Regions from separate parts of the Macaca mulatta genome. Here region 1 is linked to region 2. Evidence: chromatin contacts called from public Hi-C data. All regions are on one chromosome and are shown on one strand. The core of a region is the stretch at or near the end of the contact, and the rest is flanking DNA. Distances in the headings are between cores, read along the strand shown.

What was found. A called contact is a pair of places that touch in the nucleus more often than the background predicts.
Region 1: a Hi-C map of fetal cortical plate shows a contact between it and region 2, with 2.4 times the contacts expected there. The contact joins the promoter of DNAJC9 here to the promoter of CFAP70 in region 2. A contact is called at or near these places in 4 of 14 Hi-C or Micro-C datasets (CD4 T cells, cortical neurons, fetal cortex germinal zone and 1 more).

What each region holds. Positions count from the first base shown.
Region 1 is chr9:76,305,644-76,310,497 of T2T-MMU8v2.0, reverse strand. It overlaps DNAJC9 (DnaJ heat shock protein family (Hsp40) member C9), which reads right to left and starts at 1,923. Exons shown (of 5, transcript XM_015147398.3): 1 at 1,678-1,923; 2 at 1,355-1,495; 3 at 611-865. The coding sequence starts at 1,857. MRPS16 (mitochondrial ribosomal protein S16) reads right to left here. Exons shown (of 3, transcript NM_001257904.1): 3 at 4,742-4,854.
Region 2 is chr9:76,184,599-76,189,591 of T2T-MMU8v2.0, reverse strand. CFAP70 (cilia and flagella associated protein 70) reads right to left here and starts at 2,453. Exons shown (of 27, transcript XM_077946625.1): 1 at 2,422-2,453.

The DNA.
Region 1 (4,854 bases), core at 674-3,173, 120 kb before region 2:
AGAGAATCTAATGCCTGATGATCTAAGGTTTCATCCTGAACTACCCGCCCCCCAACTCTCCTCACCCCCACTGTCACTGAAAAAACTGTCTTCCACAAAACAGGTCCCTGGTACCAAAATGGTTGGGGACGGCTGAAGTTTTTCTTTAAAAAAAAGAAAAGAAATTCTGTGTTCAACTCAAGAATCAAACTCTGGGCAAAGGCCCAAAAATCTGCACTTTTAACAAGACAGTCTCTCTCATTCTCTTTTTACCCCCTCAACCGAGTAAGGATCACTGCCCATCCTGTGTACCTGGGTTCCACTAACTTTATCTCCTGAGAAATGCCTCAGCAATGCTATAAGAATTGGCCCAGAAGAAAAAAGATTTCAGTGCTACTTTACTATGGTAATTTTAAACAATCTATGCAATAAAAATCATCTTAAGCACAACATACTAGAAAAAGGTTTCTCTTGATGAACTGGTATGCCCATTTTATTAGATCAGAACTGTAGATCAAGTTAACCCTAGTCCTTACTTCTGGAGTTTTATATTTACTTCCACTGCTGTAAATACCCTCAAATCCTTTTTGGAAGCAGTCAAAATATAAATCAACAGTATTCAAAATCTTACCCTTCTTTTCCTTGCATTCATCTTTTGTTTCGATTCTTTGACAAAGGCATTATAGGATGGGATCTCTCCAGCGTCAATAGCCTGCTGAATGATACTCCTTATCCTAGGTTCCTCTGTGTACTGCACGCAAAGCACAGACTCCATGATCTGATCCATGTCACCCTTGAAGTCCAGATAGGCCTGTTTAATATCGGCCAGCTCTTCTTCCGAACCTTTGTATGTCTTTTCAAAAGCTTGAATGTCCTCTAAAGATATCTGATAACAAAGGAGATTTGCTTTAACTTTGAAGATTTTACTTTAAATAAAAGATACATTAGTAAAACTAGAGTTAGGTGTTGAATTGCTGCAATGCAACAGTTGCTTGAGTTGAAATTATTGAACCAAATTTTCTATGCTTTAAGCTTTTCCGGAGTCCTCCTTTTTAAATCCAATCTTCGTATCTGCTAACTAGGGACCAGAGAAGTTTCCAACGGTGAAAGGAGATCCAGAATCAGGACTTACATTTGGATATGTAAAATAAAGAACATCCTGCAAAAAAAAAATAAATCTGCCCTTTTCAGTGCAACAATCACATTAACAGGAAATTTAAAGCCTGTTTAAGTGTGCGTGTATTTATATTTCAAGGCCAAACTCAAAAATTCTAATTCCTACAAAATTAACACAAAATACAAGATCTTAGAGGCAGTCAATAAAGGTTTGTTGATGGATGGTAACAGCCATAAAGAAATCTCCAGAGTCCTTTACCTTTTTAAAGAGTAGCCGCCAATACGCCTCCCAGTCTCGGTCTTGGGTGAGCACAAGAGAGTCCTCGTCCACTGTTCCCTGCTCATCGTACACTGCTCTCTGTTCTCTGTCACTGAGAACGGAATAGACTTTTCCCAGGATCTGAGGGCAGAGAGTATCCGTAAATCGCCCCTGCTCCTCCCACCGAAACCGCGGCGCGAGAAATAAAGATCAGAAGGCGGCGCCAAGCGGAGCTCAGCGCGCTCCCCCGGGACGGGGCCCGGCGGCCAAAAGGCTGGGGACATCCTGGCGGCCCGTCGGCCTCGGGGCGTGACCCCGCATACCTGGAAGCGACGGGTGGCGTCCTCTTTGTCGCCCTCGCCCACCCGGTCCGGGTGTACCTGCAGGGACACCTTGTGGTAGCCTCGTCGGACCTCGCCGTCGGAAGCCTCGCGTCGCACACCCAGCACCCGGTAAAGGTCGGCGGTGCCGAACACTTCCTCGCAAAGCTCCAGCAGCCCCATGCCGGGCAGGGATACGACCTCAGAGGAAGCAGCTGCTGCCAACCGTGCCGGGTACAACCCAGGACTGCTTCTTTTTCCCGCCCAAAATGCCCAGGGCGCCTGCGTCACAAGCACTGAAGGGGCGTGACCACCCCCCCCCGCCCGCGCGCATCCGCGCTTTACGGCGGCCGCAAAACGAGCCGTGACGAGGCAGGCGCGGGCCCGAGTAAATAACACTGGCGCGTGGAGTCGGAGTCCTAGGCCGGCCGCGCGCAGGAGCCAGGTCTTCAAGGAAGTGATGTTGCTCGGTTCTCTCCTCCCCTTGCTCTGGAAATCTGGCGTCCGTCTTACCTTTTAGTGTCCCAGAACAGCTTTTTCAAAAAGTTCATATATTAGCTTGAATTTACAAACTGCTGGCCTATTTTTTAAGTAGAAAATGGCCAAACATCAGCATTCAGCAATTTCACATGGTTCAACAGATTTTTTTTCAAAAATGTTCCCGAAAGGAACAGGTAAAGCTGTAGGCCCAAATAATTTTGCACCCCACTGGTTGGAAATGCTGGGGTACTTTCCCTCTAGCCCTGCAGGAAAAACTCTATACTGAAACCCAAAAAGCACAAAACACAAAAACTCTTACCCAACAGGACTTTCACCTTACACATTGGTGGAGGTAACATGACCCAAGCCCCCGTCTTAATAACAAACTGCTGAAGCAAAGGCGCTTTCTTTTAATCTGTGAAGTTCACAGCTGGGTTTGAACATGTTGGATCCCAGGTGGCAGCAGGGTAGGCTGGAGCAATCATCCAAGAGATGGTGAGAAACTTGGGCCTGGAGACCCAAAGCAAGGCTGAAGCTGGGGATAAAACTTTGGAAGTAGGAGAAGCTCACAAAGGAAGTATGCGTATACATGTATTAGACAAAGGATAAACAATGCTAAGTGAATACCCGAGTTGGCAGAAAAATACCTTATCAAATCTTATCCCGACTGATTTAGCATTTTTCAGAATCATTCTGCTCTGCCAATAAGTTTCTGCAAAGCCTCAAACTCTCCAGGATACATTAATATCTTTTAAACCTCCCAGGGTTGCCCTGATTTTCAAAGCATTTCTCTTTCCCACATCCAAGATCAAACTCAGCTGAAGTCAGTTCCTCTCAACCTGCCCTGGCATCAAAGTCTCAAAGCAAGCAGGGGCCAACCAGCAACAACCCCGGGGGGGGGTTGCCAACCACAGAATTTAAGATGGCTGGTAATCGTTCTCAGAACATAAAACACAAAATAAGTGGGCACATTGACAGAACCTCCTCTATAAATTTCCTATATCTTAGTCACATAACAGAGTTAAGACATCTGTCTTTGCTCATTTTTTTCCCCTCTATGGACAACATAATATGTTGGGAAGGGCTTTCCAGGAGGGCACAACTGGGGTATGAATCTTACATCACTGGGCAAGTTTCCACCTCTAGGCCTCAGCTTCCCTATCTGTAAAACAGAGATAATCCTACCTACCTTCATGCCTTACAATCGTCACGAATAATCTTGTACACAAAAGGCCTAGGACATATGTAGGTGCTTTACGATATTATCTTTCTTCCAGTTTCTCATATTTTTTAAGGTACTCAAATACATCAATTTTAACATTTTTCTATATACACATTTGCTACTGAAAATTGAAATAGCACATTGAAATACTCTTTTATTGCAACTAAAATTTTCAAAAAACCAGAAAATCAAATTAATTATTATGCTGTAGCCAAATTATGTAATGTTTTCTTTTCTTCTTGAGACAGGGTCTTACTCTGTCACCCAGGCTGGACTGTAGCGGAACAATCACAGTTAAGTATCGGCCTCCTGGGCTCAAGTGATCTTACTGCCTCAGCTTCCCGAGTAGCTGGAACTATGTGTGAGCACCACCACACCCAGCTAATTTTTAAATTTTTTGTAGAGATGGGGTCTTGCTGTGTTGCCCAGGCTGGTCTCAAACTGGTCTCAAGTGATCCTTCCACCTCAGCCTCCCAAAGTGCTGAGATCACAGGTGTGAGCCATTGCCCCAATGGTATCTTTATATTATTTCCTCACAAGTTACTTCAAATTCTTGATGTTGAATTTCATCTCACTGACTTCAGGCTTTTAAAACACATGGGAATGCTTGAGACCTATGGATAGTTGTGAGTCAAATAAAAAAGTAGAGCTAAAGTATACTGAAGTTATTCAAATACATTCAAACTGTAAGATCCCTTATAAATTACTGGCATCAAAGTAGGAAGGAAAAGATACAGGAAGTAAAATGCATCACTCATCACAGGTTGTCAAAATTATTGGTATACAGTTTATCCTAACACAGAGCAGGTTTCTTAACCGTCTCCATAAAATTACCAGCAAGAAAGAAAAGTACAAGAATAAGGTTCACAGCTGAATTGGCTTGGTGTCCTAATTCCCTATTCCAGTATTCTCAGAAGGATCCCATCTATGATATATGCAGAAATCACAGCCACATTTGAATGGTTCAATCTTGATTCATTCTGAACTCCCTTAAGCCCAGCAGTTTCTCATTCTTAAAAGGTAGGTTATTAAACCCCAAAAGCAATTTTCATAACAAATTTACATTTGTATATTTAAGAATATGCATTAAGGCCGGGAGTGCTGGCTCACGCCAGTAATCCCAGCACTTTGGGAGGCCAAGGTGGGCGGATCACAAGGTCAGGAGATCAAGACCATTCTGGCCAACATGGTGAAACCGCATCTCTACTAAAAATAAAAAAGTTAGCTGGGTGTGGTGGCACACACCTGTAGCTCCCCAGCAACTCGGAAGGGTGAGGAAGGAGAATCGCTTGAACCCAGGAGGTGGAGAGTACAGTAAGCTGAGATTGCACCACCGCACTCCAGCCTGGCAACAAAGGGAGACTCCATCTCAAAAAAAAAAAAAAAAAAAAAAGAATATGCATTAAGCAAGACAATATAAATCTCCAATTACAAAATCAGTAAGAAAGGTAACTGTTCTTACACTTGCGAGATGAACA
Region 2 (4,993 bases), core at 1,204-3,703:
GGCTGGGACTATAGGCATGCGCCACCACGCCCAGCTAATTTTTGTATTTTTCGCAGAGACAGGGTTTCACCACGCTGTCTAGGCTGGTCTCGAAGGCTAGGCTCAAGCAATTCGCCCACTCAGCCTCCCAAAGTGCTGAGATTAAAAGGCATGAGCCACTGTGCCTGTTGAAAAGGCCTTATTTTCTAACTCAATTCAAACATTTACTGAGGACATACTATGCTAAGTGTATTTGGTGATACAAAAGAGAAAACGACATCTTACAGCCTTCAGACTTTATCATTATCCTGCCTCTTCTCAGCTACTCCAGCATTTTTCCAGACACCTAAAAGTCTCAGATCATTTGTTCAACAACATATTTCTGGGCTGTTTCAGGGCTTTAGTGGCACTGACAACTTCTTTGTCAAATGTACATTTAAAATGCCCTTTTGTATCAGTCTTCTTTCCTTTTCAATAATATGGCATTAGGCCTTCATTACCCTTCTGCTAGACTGTAACAAAAGCCTCCTAACTGGTGTCTCTGACTCCAGTTTCTCACTCTAACTCACCCGCTTCTGTAAGAACTGCTCATTGAAAAAAACTTTGTTAAGCTTGGCACTGTGGTGGGTGCTGAGGATACAAGAGATAAGATGTGAACTCTCTAACCTCAAGAAATTTAAAATCTAGTGAGGACGAGAGATGTGTAACTAGACCAGGAGTCATAATCTGTGAGACAGGTGCTCTGACAGAGGAAAAGAAGGGAGGAGTGAAAGAAGGAAAGGGAGGGAAGAAGTGCTCTGACAGAGGAAAGGAGGAAAAGGGGGGTGGAAATTTATTTTTTCTTTTACAAATATAAAGAATGTGAGAAGTAAGGAAATTAACTGATTATAGCCAGTGTACCAAGTGTGCTTCACATTTATTATCTTAAACGTAGCCTCCCTTCTAAGTGATTCTTAAATCTCTGTTTGAGTGAAAAAAACTGAGCTTCAGAGAAGTTTGTTATCATACCAGCAATCATACAGCAAGGAAGTGCTGCATGAAGCTGGGACCTAGCTGGATTTGAGAATACGTGTGCATGCCAGGAAAATCTTGGAGGAAGTACCCTGGAACTATGTCTTAATAGAGTAAAGGGAAGGATATTCCAAGAAAGGCAACAGATTTTAAAACGTTCAGAGGCAAAACAACACACATAGCAAGTAGCAAGTAGCTTGCAGCGGTGGTGTAAGAAGAAATAGGGAGAAAATGAGATGAGACAAGCAGATAATTACCTTATTAAAGTACAGATCTGATCATACCACTGTCTTGTTCCCTCTCACCTACCAAACAAAGTTAAACTGTAACACTACAGTTTAACTGTAGTTAAATGTAGTACTACATTCAGGGCTTTCTAGGATCTTGCAGTGCCAGTCAACTCCCCTCTTCTAGCTTATGCTCTTGCTTAGTATTTTTCAAAGATCACCTGCATTTAGTCACTTCTGAACCTTTGCATTTTTCCTTCCCCCTGGAATGATCTCTCCCATTCTACTCATTCCGTCTCTACAGCAAATCCTACTCATCCTTTAAAATCCAGCTCAAATGCTTCCTAGTCCATGAAGCTTCCCAGTCAGAAAAACCTGCCTTTCCTCTGAATTCATTTAGCACTTTACACGTCTCTTGTGGCATTACCACAAGCTGTCCTGTTTATGAAGACTGGGTATTCAAAGGACCTTTCCTACTTAGTAACTATGTGCCCCTGGGCAAAAGCCTAACTTCTCTAAGCCTCAGTTTCACCTTCTGTAAAATGGATAACTTCCAACCTGTTTCACATTGTGAATACCCCCTAAAATATTAAAGCTGTTTAAGCTATGAAGCACTGCACAAATGATATTATTAATATGCAGCGTTTGTCCTGAGAGCTCAATTACACCTTCGAAGGCATGTGACCTTCACGCATATTTACGGGCCCCGAGTGCCTGGCACCATGTCTTGTACACAAGAGGCGTTCGCGTCGTCTTTGAACTATGAATGCAAGAAATAGGACTAAAGTTATGATCAGGGCAGCTAGGGTGGGGACTCTTGTTGCCCCCGGCAAGGCACGCATTTCTTGTCATCTGCTCGGAAGAAGCTACAAGGGGAGAGTCCAGTGAGAAAAAGGTTGGACGAAAGAGGCGATGTGACTGGGTCTGGTCTGGGGGACAAGCGCAGTCCGCGCGGAATGAGACCTACGACGAGAAGCGGTTAAGGAGGACCTACGTCCGCGCTCCTGTGGAGGTCGCCGGGCTGGGGCTGGAGGCAGAGTCCGCGCCTGGCCGGGCCAGCGGCTTTTCGGTCTAAATAACGGGGTTTTCAGCCTGGACTTAGCTGAGGGAGCAGAAGATCGGGGTGACGGCTGTGGTGTGGCCGCAGGACCGGGGTGGGGAGGCCGGGAAGAGAGGGTTTCTTCAGGAGGGATCGCTGTCTTACCTGCAGCAGCCTCAGTTATGTTTTTGACAACTATAGCAACCAACTACCTCTCGCGAGAACTTACTTTTGGCAATCGCAGCAAGTTTATTCCAAGACTCGCGATAACCCTCTGGGGACTAGAGCAGTGAGCGCGACCCTGAGCTTCTGCGCCTGCGCCTGTCATTTCGAGTCCCTGCTGTTTCCGCAGATGCTTTACCTTGGCAAGCGTTTGGGTTAAGTGCACAGGTTTCCATCTTTACATTTTGCTTTCTGGACTCTTTTATTTCAATATTTCTCCATAATAGTAGGGAAAAAAGCATATGGAAGTTTAAAGAAAAAGGCCTTTATTAAACTGATTTGAAAACATCATTTAAATATTTGTGCGTGAAATATGCAATATTTTAAAAATGAGCCTGTCACGCACTGTTGATGAGAGTGCAAAATGACCCTGCTTCTAGGTGCTCAATATTTGTACAATAAACAGACCTGAAGTTTATGATGTTAATACAAACTTTTAATATTCAAAATTTAACATTAAAGAGCTAAAATAGCAAAACACAATAGCAACAACCTGGAAACAACCCAAGTGCCCGTCGATGGAATAGTGAATGAGTGGACCAGTAAACTGTGGCATATTCACAAAGAGGCATATTACAGGCAGTCAAAGTTAATGAACTGCACAACGCAGATGAATTTTAGCAATATGTATACTTTAAATTGTTGCAGTATTAAGAGCCAGCTTGAAGGGACTCCCTTGGGCCAAATGAGGGACAATTTGAGCATGAAGTAAACAACACCATAACGGATTACAATCCATTGAATATGCAAGTCCGTGTTGATATAGAGAAACAGGAAAACTCCTTCGAAGTAGGATGCCAACACAGAAGTGTAGCAAGAAGGATGGAAATAGAGAACTACCATTTGACAACTACTGACGAGGATGACTCAGGCAGGAGTGTTCAATGGACGCTAAGGCTGGTGGGTAGATGTTCTGTGAGGCATAGAATACTGGGGTGATTTTGGAATGCTTCTCCCATGGAATACTACTCGATTTCAGAGGGGAAAACAGTGAATGGAAGCAACCAACATGATCAGGTGATCATGGTTAACATCATCAGTGTTGGGAGGAGTCTACATTGTGAGCCTCCTGATGAAACACACTAAAATCCACAAAGTATCCCTTTTGGTTTTCCTACCATCAAAGGAACTCAGGTTGTAGACCATCCAAGGACAGGAAAGACTGGGAACTGTCTCTGACTGAGGTTATATGACAACTAAATGCAATATGTATCTCTGTATAGCATTCTGGACCAGAAAGGAAAACAACATTGTTAGGACAGTTGGCAAAATGTGAATTAGCTCTGTGAATCACATACCACCGCGAACATGCCCGATCTCGTCTGAACTGGATGGTATGTTGTACCAATATTGAATCCCTGATGAGGAAGTTTGTTTGTTGTTAGGTAGGAGAGTGTCCCTGTTTAGGGGAAAATAAACACTGGTGTGTTCAGGAGTGATGAGAAACTATCTCTACAATTTGCTCTCTTGACTCTCAAAAGGTCCAGAAAAAGACTAACAAGGGATACATACACATGTACACACACATATGCACATGCATGCACACATGTACGCATACACACACAGTGAGCAATGAAACAAGTGCAATAAAGTGTTAACTATTTGGGAATCTGAGTGCAGGGGACATGGGACTTCCTTACACGATTTGGGCAACTTTTCTATACATTTGAGATCATTTCAAAACAAATTATTAAAATATATACATACGCATAGCCACTCTACCTGGGAAGTTCTTTGCTTAGGATATAGAGTTACCAGAGTCAAAATTTAAAATTTTTGTTTATGTGAATAAAGAAACATTATAAATACTAAAAGAAATACTTTTTGGAACTTGCAGTGTTACAGGTAATAAAGGTTCTCAAAATAAAACTACTGTGGCACTACTGAGTAAGGATTTCTCTCTGGATTTTTTCCCAAGTGAGGGTTTTGGGTAAATTTGCACTGAGGCAGCTATCTCACTTGCAAATGACACACTTTTTCTACATAATAAGCTGGGTTAGGCCGAGTCTTTAATAGGGAGCTGTTCTTCCAGAAATCGCTCATGATCTTGATCTACTTAGTACTTTGCTTCAAGGTCTTAGGCAAGCAAGGATAAATAACAGATGTCACTTCTTTAAACATAATTAATCTCCATTCAACTGTAGGGTACCTGAGAGCAAGGGCTGTATGTTACAATTTTCTTTTTTCTTTTTTTTTAAGACAGAGTCTCACTCTGTAGCCCAGCCTGGAGTGCAGTGGCACAATCTGGGTTCACTGCAACCTCCACCTCCTGGGGTCAAGTGATTCTTGTGCCTCAGCCACCGGAGTAGCTGGGATTACAGGCACCCATCACCACACCCGGCTAATTTTTGTATTTTTAGTAGAGACAGGGCCATGTTGGCCAGGCTGGTCTTGAACTCCTAACCTCAGGTGATCCACCCACCTCAGCCTCCCAAAGTGCTAAGATTACAGGCGTGAGCCACCATGCCTGGCCTTTTTTTGTTTTTTGTTTTTTGTTTTAATTGAGACAGTCTTG